2 separate regions of the Mus musculus genome follow, and region 2 is linked to region 1. A link is a contact called in public Hi-C data. All regions are on one chromosome and are shown on one strand. The core of a region is the stretch at or near the end of the contact, and the rest is flanking DNA. Distances in the headings are between cores, read along the strand shown.

What was found. Hi-C and Micro-C count contacts between places; a contact is called where the count stands out from the background.
Region 2: a contact with region 1 is called in a Hi-C map of Th1 cells, with 2.1 times the contacts expected there. The contact joins two enhancer-like sites. A contact is called at or near these places in 3 of 484 Hi-C or Micro-C datasets (Th1 cells, myocytes and nephron progenitors) and 2 of 115 datasets of contacts at active chromatin or transcription factors (fibro-adipogenic progenitors and stem cell-derived stembryo).

The regions. Positions count from the first base shown.
Region 1 is chr15:93,512,617-93,515,345 of GRCm38.p6, forward strand. Prickle1 (prickle planar cell polarity protein 1) reads right to left here. Exons shown (of 8, transcript NM_001033217.5): 2 at 1-20. Among named protein-coding and RNA genes, the nearest start is that of Prickle1, 82 kb to the right of the region's middle. Within about 2 kb of position 1,410, at least 51 of the 459 cell types and tissues checked have an H3K27ac peak or open chromatin away from gene starts, as enhancers often do. A contact at or near this core is called in Th1 cells, where this site is marked.
Region 2 is chr15:94,088,704-94,091,580 of GRCm38.p6, forward strand. All of the region lies in intron 2 of Gm30665 (a long non-coding RNA gene), which reads right to left. Among named protein-coding and RNA genes, the nearest start is that of Gm30665, 18 kb to the right of the region's middle. Within about 2 kb of position 1,343, at least 22 of the 459 cell types and tissues checked have an H3K27ac peak or open chromatin away from gene starts, as enhancers often do. A contact at or near this core is called in Th1 cells, where this site is marked.

The sequences.
Region 1 (2,729 bases), core at 160-2,659:
GGACATCCAAGAGACAGCTGCTGTGGGTGACATAGAAGGCGCTGTGTTAAAAAGCAATGCTTCTCTACCAAGAGCTTCTAGTTTACATATGGATGGGCTCAGAGACAGTGAACCAAACGCCTGGGTTTGCTGACTTCAGGCCCCGTGCCACTCAGGCAATTAGGAAGTGACTCCCTTAACCAGCTCAGTACCAAAGAAAACGGGCCACCAGGCTAGTGCTCTCTGTTGCCTTTAAAGGATACTTCTTGCTCGAGTAAGGGGATGGCTCTGCTTGACTTGTTTACCTATGCGTGAGATCCTGCGAGGTGTAAGAGTTTAAACAGAAGTGGGGAACTGGGCTCTGCCTTGCCCAGAAAGCTGGCCGCAGAGACCCTGCTCAGTCCCCCAGATTTCCTAAGCAAGTTTTCCAGTGGAGGCAGCAGAGACAGCCGAGAGTGTTATCCCTGAAGTAAACCGTACAGTTTAAACTTCTAATCCCTGACATCAAACTTCTACACCCAGGACAGGCAGTCAGCGAATCCCCTCGGAATACTGGATACGGTGCCAGGTCACAGATGGGTCCAGCTTGGAGACTTGATTGTTTAATCTCATTATCAACCAACGTTTAGGAAGGCTTATTGAGTGTGAAATGGAACCAGCCCCACTATTGGTCAAAGTGAGGTGTTAAATTTCTGAATAAGAAAGCTGTCTCAGAAAAAGGGTACTGAAGGTGTCAAGGAGTGGTCCTGAGGCTGAGATGTTGGCTTTGGTAGCACGGTGTGTTATCCCTTTGTCTTATAGTTCTTAAAAATCATCGCTCACACACGAGGCACTAAGAAGGAAAACAAGAACCTTCACGATTCCAGTTTTCTTTAAACGTTTTGATCCTGACATATTTTAATATAAAGAAGTTTGTGTGTTAGGGGGCCGGAGAGATAGCTCGGTGGTTAAGGGCTATGGCTGCTCTTCTAGAAGACCTGAGTTCAATTCTCAGCACCCACATGGCAGCCCACAACTGGCTAGAGTTCCAATTCTAGAGACCTGGCACCTTCAAACATACATGCAGGCAAAACACCAACGCACATAAAATAAATATTAATATATTTTTTTAAATTATTAGTCTGATCCAGTCACTTTACAGAGAGGGTTCCAGGATGGCAAATGCCTCCTGTATAAGAAGAGTTAAAGCCTAATCCCTCTGTCTTTAAATCCTAACCAATCCCAGACCGAGGTAAAATGATGTTTCAGCAATTCTCTCAGTGCAACACTAAATTCTTAGTGTTGGTGGGGTCGGGGGAGTCACTTGTTAAAATACACCGCTAGCAAAATATCCAAGGACATTTTAAACTTCGAACTTGAGAACAGCTCACAAAGGGGCAGAGTTAAAAGAGCACCTGCCTCATGGCTGCAGTCATTCCTGCAGGAGAAATGGTGACTCAGCAAGATACCGCCCCAGCCAGTAAACGGGCTTTCAGGCACCCCAACAGAAGGGCAGGCAGCCTCATTTCCGACTCCACGGTGGCGGGGGTTCTCACCTCTGACCCAGCCGTGGCACACAGGTGCAGACAATTCACGTCTTAGCAAAGACTGGAAACAGAGGTGCATTCCTCCACCCCCTCAATAAAAGGGGACGTGTTAATGAAAGTCAGAAGACAGCTTGGGTCTTTCCCTTTTGCCCTGTAAGATCCGCCCCTGTGTGTCAAAGGAAGAGACTAGGGGTTAAGACTTTAATTAGTAACTCATGGGCTCTCACCAGGAGAACTGCTACTTTCGATGCAATTTAACCTGAATTTTGAAACGGGGAGCATTTGTCTGCTGCCAAACCTGGCTGGGGGGTGGGGTAGGAGGAAAACAACAGAATATAAATATTTTTAAAAAAAGAGCCTTTAAAAATTAAATGCTACTCTATTTTCAAAACTAGAAAAATAAAACAAAAGCTCTGCAAATGGTGAGAGACCATGTTTTCTGCCTCCTAAACCAAAGGTCTAAATCCCTTCTTAGAGCTGTTCTCTCTGAGAATGTGGGATGAGTCCCTATCCTGATGGGGGTAAATCGTGTGACATGTCACTTGGATGCAATGTCCCCATTTTAAACCACAAACTCACACAGGTTTTAGTCCAGCCTTTCAACAAACTTTCTCGACAACATAAAGGGTACCACAATTGTAGGAAAGCAGAGATCCACTTTCATCCCAGTGTTAGCTTCCAGTTTTACCGGGTGGTGTGACCACAGTACCTGCTACCATTAGCATTTAAATATTTAAATGCAGTATGAAGCCTTAGGGCCGGTTGTCCGGAGGCAAGGAGGCAAGGAGTTAAGGAGCCTTAGAACCAGAGCCATCAGAGGGAGAAGCAAGCTGGAGGTTGGCAGAGTTGGTGTACTTTTTCAGGGATTATCTTAGGAGTGATCCACGCATGCGGCCTCTAAGCCACAGGAAGTGTTAACACTTCCATGCCTCTCCTTTGTCTTTTCTCACCCCTCTCTTTTCTTGGAAACTAGCTAGCTCCTTTCACCATTTCATTCATTTAAAAAGAACCACACATCCCAGCCTGCAGCTGTATGGCTTCTCCATCATCGTATATGTGTCAAGAGAGCATCTGACCCAAGATGCTTTCTTCCGTCTTCCTTGGGAACCAGGCAGAGACACATAGTGTACAGACATACACACATGCAGGCAAAATACCCAATCACATAAAAATTTAAAAAAACAAAAATTAAGGAGACAAGTGACAATCCAGTAGGAGCCCGGA
Region 2 (2,877 bases), core at 93-2,592, 580 kb after region 1:
GGATGTGGGTGTGTGAATGTGAGTGTGTGAATGTGAGTGTGTGGATGTGGGTGTGTGAATGTGAGTGTGTGGATGTGGGTGTGTGAATGTGAGTGTGTGAATGTGAGTGTGTGGATGTGGGTGTGTGAATGTGAGTGTGTGAATGTGAGTGTGTGGATGTGGGTGTGTGAATGTGAGTGTGTGAATGTGAGTGTGTGGATGTGGGTGTGTGAATGTGAGTGTGTGAATGTGAGTGTGTGGATGTGGGTGTGTGAATGTGAGTGTGTGAATGTGAGTGTGTGGATGTGAGTGTGTGGATGTGAGTGTGTGGATGTGGGTGTGTGAATGTGAGTGTGTGGATGTGGGTGTGTGGATGTGAGTGTGTGAATGTGAGTGTGTGGATGTGGGTGTGTGAATGTGAGTGTGTGAATGTGAGTGTGTGGATGTGGGTGTGTGAATGTGAGTGTGTGGATGTGGGTGTGTGAATGTGAGTGTGTGAATGTGAGTGTGTGGATGTGGGTGTGTGAATGTGAGTGTGTGAATGTGAGTGTGTGGATGTGAGTGTGTGAATGTGAGTGTGTGAATGTGAGTGTGTGAATGTGAGTGTGTGGATGTGAGTGTGTGAATGTGAGTGTGTGGATGTGGGTGTGTGAATGTGAGTGTGTGAATGTGAGTGTGTGGATGTGAGTGTGTGAATGTGAGTGTGTGAATGTGAGTGTGTGAATGTGAGTGTGTGGATGTGAGTGTGTGAATGTGAGTGTGTGAATGTGAGTGTGTGAATGTGAGTGTGTGAATGTGAGTGTGTGAATGTGAGTGTGTGGATGTGAGTGTGTGAATGTGAGTGTGTGGATGTGGGTGTGTGGATGTGGGTTTATGTTGTGGATGGGCCTGGCTGTTCTTGTGAACCAATCACCTAATGAATAAAGGAGCCAATCACTGGGTGAATGGGCGGGACTTCTGGGTTGGAGGGAGGAAGAGAGGACACAGGAGGGAGTTAGGCCCTTTTTGGAATGGAACAGCAGAGGGGTAAGATGTAGCTGCTAGAGTTTCTCAGTATCATGGCAGATCAGCAAGGATTTGCCACAGGAGGAATCAGATTTTAATAAGGCTTACAAGATTAGGTTTTAGTTGCTGCACCCAGAGATTGAGTTATCACTGTTTCTGAATTAGGTTTGTGTTGTGTTTTCCTACACAAGGTGGCTCATCTGGGTTCAAGAGAGAAAGGTATAGCAGCAAAGCGTGGGTTTGCCAGATGTGCACCACAAAGGCCATGGGGGATTTGAAGCACGGGGTTGGCATGGTAACGACCCGTCAGTGGGAACCTAGTGAGCTGGGTGGAGAGACGTGGAGTTCTGAGTCAGAGTCTCCACAAGATAAAAACAGGATGGCTTTTGCCTGACAGTGCATAGCTGGCCAGGTGCTGGAGCAGAGAGTTGCCAGCAGAAACATGCCGGTTTGTTTTTAATATTTCCCACAACAGGTGTGTGGTAGTATGGCAGTCTTAGTGGGACAGTTTTACAAAGACAGGTGCTAGAGAGAACAAGCTAGACACAGGTGAAGACAGAATGATCCAGAGAATGAGCCAGAAAATTAGAACATATTGCCAAAGTTAGCATGAAGCCAAGCAGAGCAATTCAGTCAGAAGTGTGTGTGTGTGTGTGTGTGTGTGTGTGTGTGTGTGTGTGTGTGTGTGTGCCTTCATACTGCTCTGCCTCAAGAGGCCTTCAATTTTTGACACATTATCTGACTCCAACAAAATCTTGGTCAAGGAAAAGTCGAATAATTCTGCAACTGTGGTGGACAGGAAGCCTACCTCAAAGGAGTTCTTCCAGGAACTATTCCTCACTACAAGGAACCTGTTTCCACCAAAGTTAAGTTTTTAAGTTCATTTTGTTTCCAGAAATTTAATATTTACTGGAGGATGTTTTTGAAGTCCCGAATGTCAACTGTGACTCAGTCAAGCATTGGTTTGTCTTCTTCAAATGTGAAGACATGATTAATTTCAGAGAACTTGGTGACATTTCCAGCGTGCCTATCTGAGGTAAAGATGTTTGCAAGGTAGGAAACAAACGGCAAGGAGAGAACATTTTGTGCTTTACTGACCTTCTTGCTATACTCATAGATCAGGGCCTTGCTCGGTTATCATCATCAGAGAAGCTTCCTCCTGCAGTAGATAAAAAAAAAAACAAAGACGGAGACCCACAGCCACACAATGTGCAGTGAGTGAGAGTCCTTGGAACACTCAGTCCCAAATGGGATGTTTCCATCTGAACCCTCCCTTCAGGGCTCAGGGAACCCTGCAGACTAGAAGGCTAAAAGCATGTAAGAACCAGAGGGGTTGGAGAACGTTAAGGAAAGTAGGCCCTCTAAACATGGCAAGACAGTTCCATGTGTGACCTCACAGAGACTGTGGCAGCATGCACAGGACCTGCGTGGGTCCTACAACTGAAAGGGAAAGGTAAATGCAGGCCCCTCCCTAACCCAGACTCTATATCCAATCGATAATCACTCACAACTGAAAAATTAGTTTCTTTTAAAGGATTCTCACTAGAGACACAAAGCACTGTTAAGGTTTAACCACCCATGCCCATCAGTGGCCAACACAAAACACTCAGCGGCAGCGTCATGTTTTGTCATAGCATTTTAATAAAGTCTCACAGGACCTTTGCATGTATTATGGCTTCTAGCTGTGTGCTGTTATGGGTTTTTCTGTGAACAAACATGTGTCTTTGTCTCTTTGTGGTTTATATGGCTATTTCCCCCTTGGATCTTTTTCTTGTGTTTGTTTTTTTTTTTTTTTTTGTCCTATTCTGTTTTTTTTTTTTAAATCTCATTTTATCTCATTATTATCCCTTAGATGTCTGTTTCTAAGAGAAACAGAAAGGATGGGGATTTGGG